Linked DNA regions of Mus musculus: regions 1 and 3 are each linked to region 2. A link is a contact called in public HiChIP or PLAC-seq and promoter capture Hi-C data. All regions are on one chromosome and are shown on one strand. The core of a region is the stretch at or near the end of the contact, and the rest is flanking DNA. Distances in the headings are between cores, read along the strand shown.

Evidence for each region. Promoter capture Hi-C pulls out the DNA fragments that hold promoters and counts their contacts. HiChIP or PLAC-seq counts read pairs in DNA pulled down with a chosen protein or histone mark.
Region 1: a promoter capture Hi-C map of stem cell-derived epiblast-like cells shows a contact between it and region 2, with 5 times the contacts expected there. The contact joins the promoter of Rnf186 here to the promoter of Aldh4a1 in region 2. A contact is called at or near these places in 3 of 39 promoter capture datasets (liver, pre-B cells and stem cell-derived epiblast-like cells), 1 of 484 Hi-C or Micro-C datasets (liver) and 3 of 115 datasets of contacts at active chromatin or transcription factors (bone marrow-derived macrophages, memory CD8 T cells and thymic regulatory T cells).
Region 3: a contact with region 2 is called in an H3K27ac HiChIP or PLAC-seq map of embryonic stem cells, with 2.6 times the contacts expected there. The contact joins the promoter of Htr6 here to the promoter of Aldh4a1 in region 2. A contact is called at or near these places in 1 of 15 datasets of contacts at CTCF or cohesin (embryonic stem cells), 8 of 484 Hi-C or Micro-C datasets (the Ba/F3 cell line, the G1E-ER4 cell line, the P5424 cell line and 2 more), 9 of 115 datasets of contacts at active chromatin or transcription factors (embryonic stem cells, large pre-B cells and stem cell-derived neural progenitor cells) and 2 of 9 other capture datasets (adipose tissue and embryonic stem cells).

Annotation. Positions count from the first base shown.
Region 1 is chr4:138,964,299-138,968,935 of GRCm38.p6, reverse strand. It overlaps Rnf186 (ring finger protein 186), which reads right to left and starts at 1,817. Exons shown (of 1, transcript NM_025786.4): 1 at 571-1,817. The coding sequence starts at 1,623. The coding sequence ends at 943. Gm42333 (a long non-coding RNA gene) reads left to right here and starts at 4,255. Exons shown (of 3, transcript XR_881524.1): 1 at 4,255-4,273; 2 at 4,530-4,637.
Region 2 is chr4:139,620,027-139,624,194 of GRCm38.p6, reverse strand. Aldh4a1 (aldehyde dehydrogenase 4 family, member A1) reads right to left here and starts at 1,301. Exons shown (of 15, transcript NM_175438.4): 1 at 998-1,301. The coding sequence starts at 1,056. It overlaps Iffo2 (intermediate filament family orphan 2), which reads right to left. Exons shown (of 9, transcript NM_001205173.1): 9 at 3,813-4,168.
Region 3 is chr4:139,073,185-139,077,169 of GRCm38.p6, reverse strand. It overlaps Htr6 (5-hydroxytryptamine (serotonin) receptor 6), which reads left to right and starts at 1,600. Exons shown (of 4, transcript NM_001377096.1): 1 at 1,600-1,737; 2 at 1,841-3,128. The coding sequence starts at 2,409.

The DNA.
Region 1 (4,637 bases), core at 568-3,067, 660 kb after region 2:
TTTTATCTTTATGACAAAGGAGCAAATAGGGCCGTAGATGTGATAAGAAGAGAGGCGCCATCTGGAAAGCTTTCGTTCTGTCATGTGAGTCTGGGAGTCTGATGGAGAGCTGAGTCTCTCTCTCTCTCTCTCTCTCTCTGTCTCTCTCTCTGTCTCTGTGTGTGTGTGTGTGTGTGTGTGTGTGTCCATGTCCCCTGAGATTCTCTGAGTCAAGCCCTCATGGTACGCAACTGGTGATCTCAGCGTAGATCCTAAGGACAATTCCTGGACCCACCCTCTCCACACCTCCCCATCTCTGTCTGCTGATCCTCGGATACCCTCTCCCCACTTTACAATTCCAATTCCATGTGTACTCCACCCTGGGGTGGACCCTGTGGGAAACCGTAAGGAGACTTTTGGCATGGAAGGTTTGGGATCAGTGTAGCAAGCAACCCTGGGGAAAACCTGGCAGTATCCCCTTGGGCTCTGGCACCCCAGGAGGGAAAGTGGGCAATGGCTAGAGATGGTCACAAACTTCCCAGGACACAAAACATCAAAGCCCAAATTTAAAAAAAATGAAGCCAGCTACATGGATTACAAAAGAGACCTGGTTCTATTTGCTTTGTAGTAAGGCCAATGTCCCAATATGTGTACAAAGGGATATATACAAAACTTAGGAGCTCTGGAATAGGGGTAGGGACCCCACCACCCTTGAGTCACTCATTCAGGGGGTGTCTCCTCTCTTTCCCCCTTTCCTTCCTATGCTACACAGGAACAGGCAGGTGCGATCCCACTGTTCCAGCACAGAATCCTTGATCCAACATGGCCAGTCTGGCTTTGACACGCAAGTCCAGTTCGAATGTGATTTTGAAAGGCGGCCCCTAGCCCCTTACCCATGCAGACTGTGAGGTCTGGGGGAGGAGGGAACCTTGGCAGCACTGGGCCTGTAGGGATCCAGAGTTCTCAGGCAATAGAAGTGATCTGGGTTTGCTTTTGCTCTCTGCAGAACAGAGTCCTGGGGCAAAGCCAGTTGCTGTTCTGGCTCTGGGGGTGACAGCAGAATAGGGTGGACATCAGGAGAGCCAGAGCAATGACAAAGGCCAACACCCACCGGATGACACCCGGGTAGATGAAAGGCAGGATAAGGACAATGACAAGAGCCAACAAGAGCAAGTGTACAGCCAGGCGCCGGGCAGCTACACGGTTGACACTTACAGTGTCCTGTTCTTCTTCTCCTGTCCAGTTGGCTGGCCGAGTTGCTGAAGCGGCAGAACCCACTAGCCTCTGAGGACATAGGCGCACCTCTGGGCATGGCAGGGCCAGACGCCCCACCATCGCCTCCTGGTCTCGCAAGCTGCAGATGAGGCCTCCCGGGACAGCAGTGACCTTTCGGCACAGCGGACAGGGGATGGACCAGGTGTCTTCCTGCACATATAGCAGAAGCTTCAGGCATACGGCACAGAAGGTGTGCTGACAGCTAAGCAGCTTGGGGGACCGAGCACAGTTGTAGGGCTCTCGGCACACCAAGCATTCCAGGTCACCCTCCACAGAGATGCTGAGCCGCCCGGTGGGCCCCAAGGCAATGATGGTGCTGGTGGTGGTGGTACCCGCTGGGATAGGCTGTGGGGCCTCAGTGCAGGACATTCTGGGTACAGAGGTGGAGGGACAAGGCTGATCCGCGCACGGGCATCCGCATGCGACATCCACCGGAGCTGCCAGGACTTGCATGGGTTCCGGTCCTGTGGGGACGCTTCCAGTCTCCCTTCTGCTCTCTGCGGGTACCTGCTGACAACCGATGTCTGGCATCTTGCTCCCTTGGTTGCCCTGCTTGTTTCTCCGCTTATGTTGGTCCTTCAGTTATTATTATTTCTTTACTCGAAACCCAGGGTTAATCAGTAACTTGGAGACCTGGAGACTTTGAATTACCTGATAGAAGGGCCAAAGTGGGTGGAGTCTCATGAATCAGGACTTTCCTGTTGGGGCCATGCCTGGTGAGTGTCTACATGACAACCGACAGGGACGCTGTCTCTACTACTACGCTCTGGAGCGCACCAGTGACACCCCATCCCCACCTCCACCTCCACCCCTGGCCAATCAAAGCCCTGGTGTAGGGAAATGAGCAGAAACCCCACAACCCTTTAGAAATTACATTTATTCTCTGTGTGTGCCGGTGTAGGCATGTGACACATGTCTTCATGGTCCACATGTGGCGGTCAAGGGACTTGAAAGAGTCAGTTCTCTTGTGTAACGAGGGGGGTTCTGCGGGGTAGAACTTAGGGTGTCACAATTGCTGGCATACTTGCTGAGACATCTCATCAGCCTTTAAAAATGCAGAGTACCAGGCTCCGAGGCACAGAGGGGTAGATGTGTCAGGCCCGGATGGGGTGTAAACAACTGTAAAGCTCTCCAACATCTCTGTGGTCCTGATGAGGGTGACTGGGAAGCATCCCTCTGAGAAAGGCCTCCAGACCTTCTAGATTTCAGACTCAATGCAGAAGAGAGTGTTTGTGCCTTGAAAACATGGGCAAATGGGTGGCATTAGGAAAAAAGAGAAAGAGAGATTGGGCGAAGTGTTGGGGACAGGAAAGTCTGAACAGAAAACCGAAACTAACAAGCACACATTGGCCCATTCAGTTTCTTGTCATCCTCACAGCTGCATTAGCAGCTTCCGGTTCCCAGGTATTTATCTCTCCTGTCAGTGCACCGCGGGAACAGACCCCTGGCTCTAGGCACCCAGGCATAAGCATAAACTGCTGTTATTTGGGTCTTCTAAGAGCCAGCTCTCCCGGCCTGGGTCCTCACCTGTGGTCTCCTAGAATGCCAGCTCTGTAAGAAAGGTCTGGGCACAGGGGCAGGGTGTTGGCTTGTTGGCTGCCTGCCAAGGGGCCTACCACAGGGGCAGGATCTTGCCATGTCCAAGGTCTGGTTCCCAGTCTCGTGGAACTCAGCCATGTCAATCCATGAAGATTCTATTGGCCTCTGGGTGGCTGGCTTAAGCTGGTAGGACTCCATGTGGCATGGTAGAGGGGACGAAGTGTGGCAGTCATGAAATTCTGTCCCCCTCACCATGCCTGGAATGAGAGAGCTGGGATGGGGGCTAGAGAGATGGCTCAGCAGTTAAGAGGACTGACTGCTCTTCCAGAGGTTCTGAGTTCAATTCCCAGCAACCACATGGTAGCTCACAACCATCTGTAATGGGGTCTGTGATAATGGTGTTCCCTTATTTCCCTTATAATATATATATATATATAGAGAGAGAGAGAGAGAGAGCAAGCTGGGATAGATGTCCCTTCCCTCACAACAAACAACAACAACAACAAAAAACAAGAACAACAACTAGCACCACAGTGAATCCAGAGATGGCTTGTCAGTGGCTACTGGTGTCAAGCTTCTTGGGTTAAACCCTTCCCTCTACCCCGAGGGGCTGTGCCTGCCACAGGTTCAGTCTATGTGTGTGGAGCCTCCAGCAGGCAGAGGCTGCCTGTTCTTGCTTTGTTCCCCCCTCAGGGTCCCCTCACTCTGGATCCCAGCCCCAGTTTCCATTCTTTCTGCCTTAGGCTGGGTCAGCGGGGATTTCTTTCTACCCCAGTTTCTACCAGGTTCGTAGAAAGGCTCCTGGCCGTAGCCCTGGGTGTCTGTGTACAGAATGTTTTCAGATGACAGTGGCCTGTCTTCACTTTGAGTGATCACTGCTGCCCCCAAACCCTCTTATATTGGTCTGAGGGAGATGCGGTGGTGGGCAGGTTCCTAGAGAGGTAGGGGAATGGGGACAGGATGGGGGACACGTCATGGGATTCAGGGTGGAGACTGACTGATGGTGTGAGATTCCATCTGGCTGGCTGCAATTATTGGTTCTGGTCTAGCACATGATTTAAGCAACACCAATGAGATTGGACTCTGGGGCTTCTATGGGAACGTGTGTGTGTGTGTGTGTGTGTGTGTGTGTGTGTGTGTGTGTGTGTGTGTGTTGCAGTGGGGGCTGGGGGGGGCGGTGATGGTTTTCTCCTGGGTTTCCAAGCTTAAGGATGAAACCCTGTGTGTGATGGTTTGTATATTCTTGGACCAGGGAGTGGCACTATTTGGAGGTGTGGTCTTGTTGGAATAGGTGTGACCTTGAAGTAGGTGTGTCATTGTGGGTGTGGGCTTTAAGACCCTCACCCTAGTTGCCTGGAAGTCAGTCTTCCACTAGCAGCCTTTAGATGAAGACATGGAACTCTCAGCTCTGCCTGCGCCCTGCCTGCCTGGATACTGCCGTGCTCCCACCTTGATGATAATGGACTGAACCTCTGAACCTGTAAGCCAGCCCCGAAGTAAATGTTGTTTTTTATAAGACTTGCCTTGGTCATGGTGTCTGTTCACAGCAATAAAACCCTAACTAAGACACCGTGCAAGGGGACAAGGCCACAGTGTACAAAGAACTTGCCGAGAAATAAGGTCAAGCTGTGGGACGATCTTTTTGTACCTGGATCCAGCCATGCCTGAAGCTAGAAATTTATCTGCAGATTTTTCAGTTATATTAATTTATGAAATGTGCTTTTCTTTTTTCTTAGTGCTGGGGCTCAAAACCAAGGCCTCATGTGCCTGGATTGTACCTAGCCCCCCACCCATCCCCCCAGTTCACAGTAAGTCAAGTCAAATTGGATTCCTGTTTCCTGCAA
Region 2 (4,168 bases), core at 52-2,551:
GAAGGCAGGCAGAAATGGGGAATAATACCCAAGTTCAAACAGGCCGTGAGCCATACTGGGGCAGGATATTGGAACACATCACTAAGGCAGCCAGGATTCTGGCTGAAAGCAAGCAGCTCTCTGCCCTAGGGCTTACCTGTCTCTTCATTACGTTTGTTTGTTTGTTTGTTTGTTTGTTTGTTTTTGAGACAGGGTTTCTCGTGTATCCCTGACCCTCCTCGAACCTGCTCTTGCAGAACAAGCTGGCCTTGCACTCAGTGACCTGCCTGCCTCTGCCTCCCGGTGATTTATTAAGGAACTTGTCTGAATGGATTTAGGCAAACCTCAAAATGAGCCCCATGCCACGCAGAGCCGCATCACACGTTATAAAAGTCATTATGGCACCCACCGTAAAACAAAAGCCCAATATTGAACAAAAAGGGAGTGGGGTGGAGAGGTCCCTGGGAGTGTCGGAAGGCTCCAGAATGGGAACACAGGGCCGGCCAAGGTCTGGGAGAATCAGCAAATTTGAAATATACAGCGTTAGGAGAAAGAGGGGTGTAGGAAGGGGGCGTGGGCACAAATCCGGACGCCACACCCTCCCTGGGGTTCCTTGGATAGGAAAACTGGCCATCTAGGACATTGGTTTGCAACCTGTAGGTCGCCACCCCGAGCGATCCTTTCACAGGGGTCGCATATCAGCTATTCTGCATATTAGATATTTACATGACGATTTATAACAGTAGCAAAATACGGTTATGAAGTGGCATAATTTTTCGGTTGGGGAGTCACCACACCAAGAGGAAAGGGTCACAGCATTTGTTAAGAACCACTGCTCTAGAGAGACCTGGTAAGGCGCCACAGGTTCTCCATGGGAGAGTGGCTCTGCAGGTCGCGACCCGGCGCGCACTTAGGGGAGCCATAGGGACCCTGGAGATAATGGCTGCAACCTGGAGGACCCACAGAGTGGGATCTGTCCACGGCTCTCAGGACTCAGGCAGCAGAGGGGTTCACTCACCCAGCGCCCCTCCAGGCATGGGACAGCAGGGATCGGCGGAGCGACGGCAGCGGCAGCATCGCGGAGACTCTTAACAGTCTTGCGCAGCTGTGGGAAGCTCAGAGTCAGCCCCACCGGGCTGGACTAGACAAGCCCGGAGCGCACTACCTCTGCGGGAGGCGCAGCATCGCCCGGTCCACCTCCTTCGGGGCCCCTCCTCGGGTACCCTTCCCCCTCTGTCAATAAACATCAGCTGTATTTAACATCAAAATTGCTACTGTGGACTGCGGGTCAAGAGAATGCAGCAGAAAAGCCCTGAAATGATACTCTCTTCTCCTCGTCTCCTCTCCTTATGGTATGACCCAAGGAGAGAGGGCGTGAGCCTCACTGACCAATCAGAGTCTCGCATGAAAGCCTCCAGGCCAATCAGCAGGACAGGCAAGCTGCAGCCTTCTTAGGCAGGGCTGGAGAGTTGCAGGAGCCAATGACAGATCCTGCACAGAGCGCGTGCTCAGTAGTAGAAGTGGCCGGGGGGGGGGGGGGGGGGGGACCCGGTCGACGCGACAGGTGCTACTTGGGTCCCCAACACTTGGTGGCTGGAAGGCTGGACATCTGCAGGCTACAACTCTGCCCGGGCCCGCCGAGCCACACCAAGGCCAGCTCCCTGCCACCTCCCCGGGGGCTGCCACCGTGCATGGAGCCTGATCTGCCCTCCATCTCCCAGCCTGGCTCAGGGCCAAGCCTGGGCTTGCTTCCTTCCAGATTGGAATCAGAATGAGATAAAACCCTAGCGGGCCTGAACTTAACGTTCTTCGTTTTAATTTTCTTTATTTCTTCCTTTTCTTAAAAGCCTCTAGCCACAAAAACCAGTTGTTCCTGCCTCTGTCCCTCTGTCCCTCTGCCCCGTGGTTAAAATTTTCAGTTTTCTTCATGAGACGTTGTTTGATGAATACTCGAACGTATTAAAACAGCTTCCGAAACCTGCTCTTAGAATGATGCCTTAGGGAACCACTGTATTCCTAAGATACTGGTATGGGTTTTCTTACTTTATTCTCTTTGGGTTTTGTTTTTGTTTAATTTTTTTAATTTTTTTTTTTTGGCTTGGTTTTACTTTTTCAGACAGGGTTTCTCTGTGTAGCCTTGGCTATCCTGGAACTGGCTCTATAGACCAGGCCCTGAATTTACAGAGATCCACCCGCAGGTCTGCCTCCAGAGTGCTGGGATTAAAGGCCTGCACCACCACAGTCCTGCTTCAACGTGTTTCTCTGTCTTTGACAATGTAACCAGGGCATTTACTTTGGGGTCCCTCTGGTTCTAATTTGATACCACACTGGGCAGATTCGCCTCAAAACACCATGACCAAAAAGCAAGTGGGGAGTTAAAGGTTTACGTGTGCAAATTTTCAGCTCATCACTGAGGCAGGAACCTGGAGGCAGGAGCTGATGCAGAAGCCGTGGAGGGACGCTGCTTACTGGCTTGCTCAGCCTTACAGGTGGACCGCCAGTCCAGGGGTTGGACTACCTAGAATAGGCTGGGCCCTCCCACATCAATCACAAATTAAGAATTTTTTTTGCCCAAGTAGCTGTGCAGTGGTAGTGCATACCTTTACATCTAGCACTTAGGAGGTAGATGCAGACAGATCTCTGAGTTTGAGGCTAGCCTGGTCTACAGAGTGAGTTCCAGTCTATACAGAGAAACCTTGTCTCAAATAACTAAAATGATAATAATACTAATACTAACAATAATGTAATAATTAATTAACTAATTAATAAAACAGAAAAAGAAAGAAAAGGAAATGCCCTACAGGCTTGCCCACAGGCTGATCTTTTGGAGACATTTTCTTTTTTTTTCCTTTTTCTTTTTTTTAGAAAAGATTTACTTATTTATTATATGTAAGTATAATACTTGTTTCTCTTCAGATACACCAGAAGAGGGCATCAGAAACCATTATAGATGGTTGTGAGCCACCATGTGGTTGCTGAGATTTGAACTCAGGACCTCTGGAAGAGCAGACCGTGCTCTTAACTGCTGAGCCATCTCTCCAGCCTTGGAGGCATATTCTTAAAATTTTTTGTCCCCTTCTTTCAGATGCCACCAGCTTCTGTCAAGCTGACATAAAAACTATCCCATGCAGGCTCTGTGGACCTCGGTTTCCTCTTCTGTTAAATAGGATGATGTTATGCACCTTGAACACCCGTCACCCTGGTCTTCCCCCTTTCCTGCCAACTACTCCATTTAAGGCACTCTAGGAGATGGGACTAGGAAAGAGCTACATCATGTGACCAAGCAGCAGTTTCTCTCCATCCTTGGAAATGGCAGCTCACAGTGGAGGGAGGCCACCTTTGAATGTGGCCCTTTGTTAAAAGCAACTGTAACAGTGGACAATATCAAATCCAGAGTCCAGCAGGTGCTTCTTGTAGACATTCTGGGGAGGTCTGTGAAATAGGGGCTTTGTAGCTGGTGGGACCTCAACTTTAGACCAGGCAGTGCCAATTAGCCTAGGGTTTCTTGGGGCCTCTTCTGTCTAATTCTCCCTGCCTTAGGTCCTTCTGGGAGGTTTTTTATGTTGGTGTGTGTTTGTTTGTTGTTACTTGGTTTCTCAAGACAGGGTTTCTGGCTGTCCAGCAACTCACTTTGTAGACCTTGAACTTACAGAGATCTACCTTCTGAGTTCTGGGATTAAAGGTGTGAGCCACCAATGCGTGGCATCCTGGAAGATCTTACTGTGAGATGCAAATAGGCAAGTCCCCAATCTTATCACTGATTGGTTAATAAGTTTGCTTTAGTCTTCTTACCCCTCCCACAACCACCAGGATACAAAGCAGCATAAACCATGTGTGCTAAGACATTTTACTTTATTCCAAAGAAGCCAATATACACGATATAAAGGGCACAGTATTTACAACAGTACAGTAAACAGGTTGGTTTTCTGGTAGGGTCAGTAGTCTTTGATGAGTACAAACCCCTCCCGGTGATTTTCAGACCCAGCTGACAGACACAGCAACGGTGGGTAGGGTGGGACTAAAAACCAGGTAGATGCTACAGTGTGTGGAAAGGGGTCGTGTCATGGTGGGGAATTCACATGTCCTCGAGAGCTTGGGAAGGAAGTCATAAGGTGAGGAGTTTGCCTGAGACTCACACACAGTCCACGCTGAGCCTGGAAATCTTTTCCCAGAGTGTGTATGGCTTTGC
Region 3 (3,985 bases), core at 351-2,850, 550 kb after region 2:
GAGGAGGAGGAGGAGGAGGAGGAGAAACCTTTGCCAGCATTATAGATCAAGTAACAGATTATGACGATAAGCCCTGATTCCCATGCTGCAAACATATCTCCTGCTGCTGTGTTAGGCACACCAGGGCTATGAGAGGCACCTCAGGATGAAACGCCAGTGAGAGACACAGAAGCCAACAGCTAGCACCGACATAGGACTGTCAAGCTGTTGGAGCACACAGTGTCATCTAATCTCCCCTGACACCCCGTGAGTCAGACACGGAATTCTGCTAACTGTGGCTGGAGAGAAAAGAAGGCCAAGGGATCAGCCGCCACCGGCCCTGAATGCGCAGAACCTACTGAGCATCAGAGCTGGGATCGCAAGTGGGTCTCTGACGCTCCATCCAGGGGTGACCTTCTGTTTCCTCAGGCCTCACAGTGTGGAGTGAAAGACAGGGTCCGTCTTTTGGGTGCTGCGGCTGACTTCACCCACCTTTGGGTGTGAGTGGATACCGTTGATCTGCGGATTTGGACACCGGGCATCTTAAGCACCTTCTGCCTTGAGCACCTGGCGGAACTCGGTTCCACCAGATCCTTGGTTGCCTGGTGCTGGAGACCTCGGTAGAGGCTCTTGACCTCTCTGAGCCTCAGCGTAACACCTTCTTCCTGGTATTTATATTTCTGGCATGTATATTCTGGCTTTATAGTTGGGGGTAGGAATCTGGGTAGAGATATTCCAGGACAAACCAAGGCCATGAACGCAGTGGGCTCTTCTAAGTGGGAGGTATTTCCATTTCAAAAAAGATACGTGTCAGGTTCTCTTCACACTGCTGTACATTTTCTCTCCTCCTCCTCCTTTCCCTCCTCCCCTCCCTCTTCTTCCTCCCCCCTTTCCTATAGAAATGACCACTTTACGTTTCCTTTGCCCATTTCTTGTCCATTTCCTTCCACTAGAATGGAAGTTCACAGATGGGAAGCGTCATCTAATGTCGTGGTGTCCAGATAGATGGTCCAGAGCAGTACCTGGTACCTACAAGGTGTGAAGAAAACTTGGTCATCACTAGGAGGCGCTAGGCCCTACCCCTGTTTGCAGTGACTACCCTTCCAATGGCTTGGAGATTCCCAAATCCCTCACACTGAGACTTGGAGCGCCAACAGGTCAGGGAGGGGGACCTTCACCAAAATCACTCAGTGTTGTTAGAGAACTGGCAGGGTTGATCCAAAGGTGAAGTGTGGTAGAAATTATTTACCCATTGTATAGATCCAGCAGCTGAGGCTCAGAGGGATCTCAAAGGACTTGCTCGGTATTTCCCAGCTGACTTCTCTTGAAAGCTCGGTGATTCTTACAGTGAGTGGCTCGACCCCCATTGGGGAGCAGTCTCCGGGTACATACAGGTCACGTCCCCCTTCCTTGACTTCTGCCTGCGCCATCACCACATGTGGGCAGGGGAGCCACAGGCGAAGGTGTGGGGGCTGCGGGCGCCCGGGAGCGCTTGGAGCATCCTTCTCCAGGCCTAGGGTACCACAACCCCGCTCGCCAGCTAAGAGGGGCTCGACTCTGCCCGCCCACCGCGGGGCGGGGCGGGGCGCACGCTCGGAGCCTCCGGGACCGCGCGTGGCTGAAGCGTCGCGGGCTCCTGCGCACCATCTCCCCGGCTCGGGAGCCCTATGCCCGCCGCGCCACCAGCCGCTGCCTGTAGTCTCCAGCCCCGCGGCGCTTGCCGCAGTCGCCGGCAGCGGATCACCCGCGAGCGCCCAGGTAGGGAGCGCGGGCGGGAGGCGGCCAGGCGAGCCGGCGCGGCCGGGAGGGCGGAGCGCCGCGCCGCGCTGCGCTCCTCTGCCAGCCCTCTCTCCCCCACCAGGTCTGGCCCGGCCCGGTCCGCGGCCTCCGGTACCCGGGATCCTTCAGTGCCTAGGGGAGAAAGGAGACCTGCTTTCCGCCGCCGAGCTGCGCTCCTGTTCTTGGGCCACCCCATTGCGACCCCCACGCGCGACAGCTCGTGATCAAGCGTACTCACACGCCCACCCTCCTCAGAGAGACTGCCCCGACCGGAAGGCGGGAGTTCGCCTCCTGCTCCCACCTCCCCAGCCGTGCCTCTGGCCAGGAGCCCCACCCCCATCCTTAGGCATCCCCGGTGGCTCTATTCCATTCCAGGGCTCTCATCCAGCCCCAGCCCAACTTTCATGGACTCGGCGCATCGGTACCCCTCCCCAAACTTCTTACCCGAGTACTCCAGGTGGCCCCGCCATAGGAGGCGCCCCTACAATCTCTCCCCGACCTCTTGTAATGGTTGCTCGGTGACCTAAGAACCCTGTTTTGCCACCTACTCCTCTGAGGTGCAGTTTTTACCCATCTTGCTTTCTCTTCCTTTGGCTTCACCCTGTATCCGCATTCACCATATCCTGTCCTGGTCCTCAACCCTAGTCCCCATGGTTCCAGAGCCCGGCCCTGTCAACAGTAGCACCCCAGCCTGGGGCCCCGGGCCACCGCCAGCCCCAGGGGGCAGCGGCTGGGTGGCCGCTGCGCTGTGCGTGGTCATCGTGCTGACGGCAGCCGCCAATTCGCTGCTGATCGCGCTCATCTGCACGCAGCCCGCGCTGCGCAACACGTCTAACTTCTTCCTGGTGTCGCTCTTCACGTCGGACCTGATGGTGGGATTGGTGGTGATGCCCCCAGCCATGCTGAACGCGCTGTATGGGCGCTGGGTGCTAGCTCGCGGCCTCTGTCTGCTTTGGACCGCCTTCGACGTGATGTGCTGCAGCGCCTCCATTCTCAACCTCTGCCTCATCAGCCTGGACCGCTACCTGCTCATCCTCTCGCCGCTGCGCTACAAGCTGCGCATGACAGCCCCGCGTGCCCTGGCGCTCATCCTGGGTGCCTGGAGCCTCGCCGCGCTGGCCTCCTTCCTGCCCCTCTTGCTGGGCTGGCATGAACTGGGCAAAGCTCGAACATCTGCCCCGGGCCAGTGCCGCCTATTGGCCAGCCTGCCTTATGTCCTCGTGGCGTCCGGCGTCACCTTTTTCCTGCCTTCGGGTGCCATCTGCTTCACCTACTGCAGGATCTTGCTGGCTGCCCGCAAGCAGGCGGTGCAAGTGGCCTCGCTCACCACGGGCACGGCTACGGCTGGCCAGGCCTTGGAAACCTTGCAGGTACCCGGGGTGGGTTTGGGAGACCTGGCTTTCGGGATGGGGAGAAATAAACCGCCCTTGGGAAACCACTGGGTGACTGCCTCATAGTTAACAGTCGTTGCTAATCCCCCAAGGCCGGTGGCTATGGCTTTCGGATGAATTTCAAGCTCTGACTGTGGTGGGATATGCGGGCTGTGGTGAGCTGGGTATGGAGGAGGAAGCTGGCATGCTTCTCTGTGACGGGCCCCATCCTGTATCACATCTGGGGAACTTAGAAAGCACCCTCTTCCCCTCGTATTCACACACCTTTTTCTGGGCCTGTTGGTCCTGTCTTCGAAATAAGCATGCCTTTGCTGTCCATCCCTAGTCTAAGCCACTGTCACCTCTCACCAGGGAGCTCACTTTCCCAGAGCCAAAGTGACTGAAAAGAAGTTGGCCATTTGCTTTCTTGCTACAAACCCCACCTAGCTCTCCACAAGGCAAAATCCCACCTCAATTATGGCCCTTGAGGATCCTTCCAGGCCAAACTCTTACCCTCCCTTTCCCTCTCTCCTCTTCTTCTCTGCCTACACCAGCCTCAGGGCCCCGAGGACAGTCTTCAAAGTTGTCATGTTTCACTCTGTGCCAAGATTTCGGGCCTTACTTTGAAAGAAGGCCTCATGTAGCTTCAGTGGACTCCAAGCTCCCTATGTAGCTGAAGGTGATCTTGAACTTGTGATCTCCCTGAATCTGTCTCCCAAGTTGTTGGTACTATACATGTGCCCTGCCATGCCTGGCTTAAGGTCTTTGTGTTTGCTGTTCCCTCTGCCTCAACGCCTCTGTCTGGAGCTGCTCTTGCTGACCCTGACTTCTGGGTCTGAAGGCCCACGGCCTCCCTG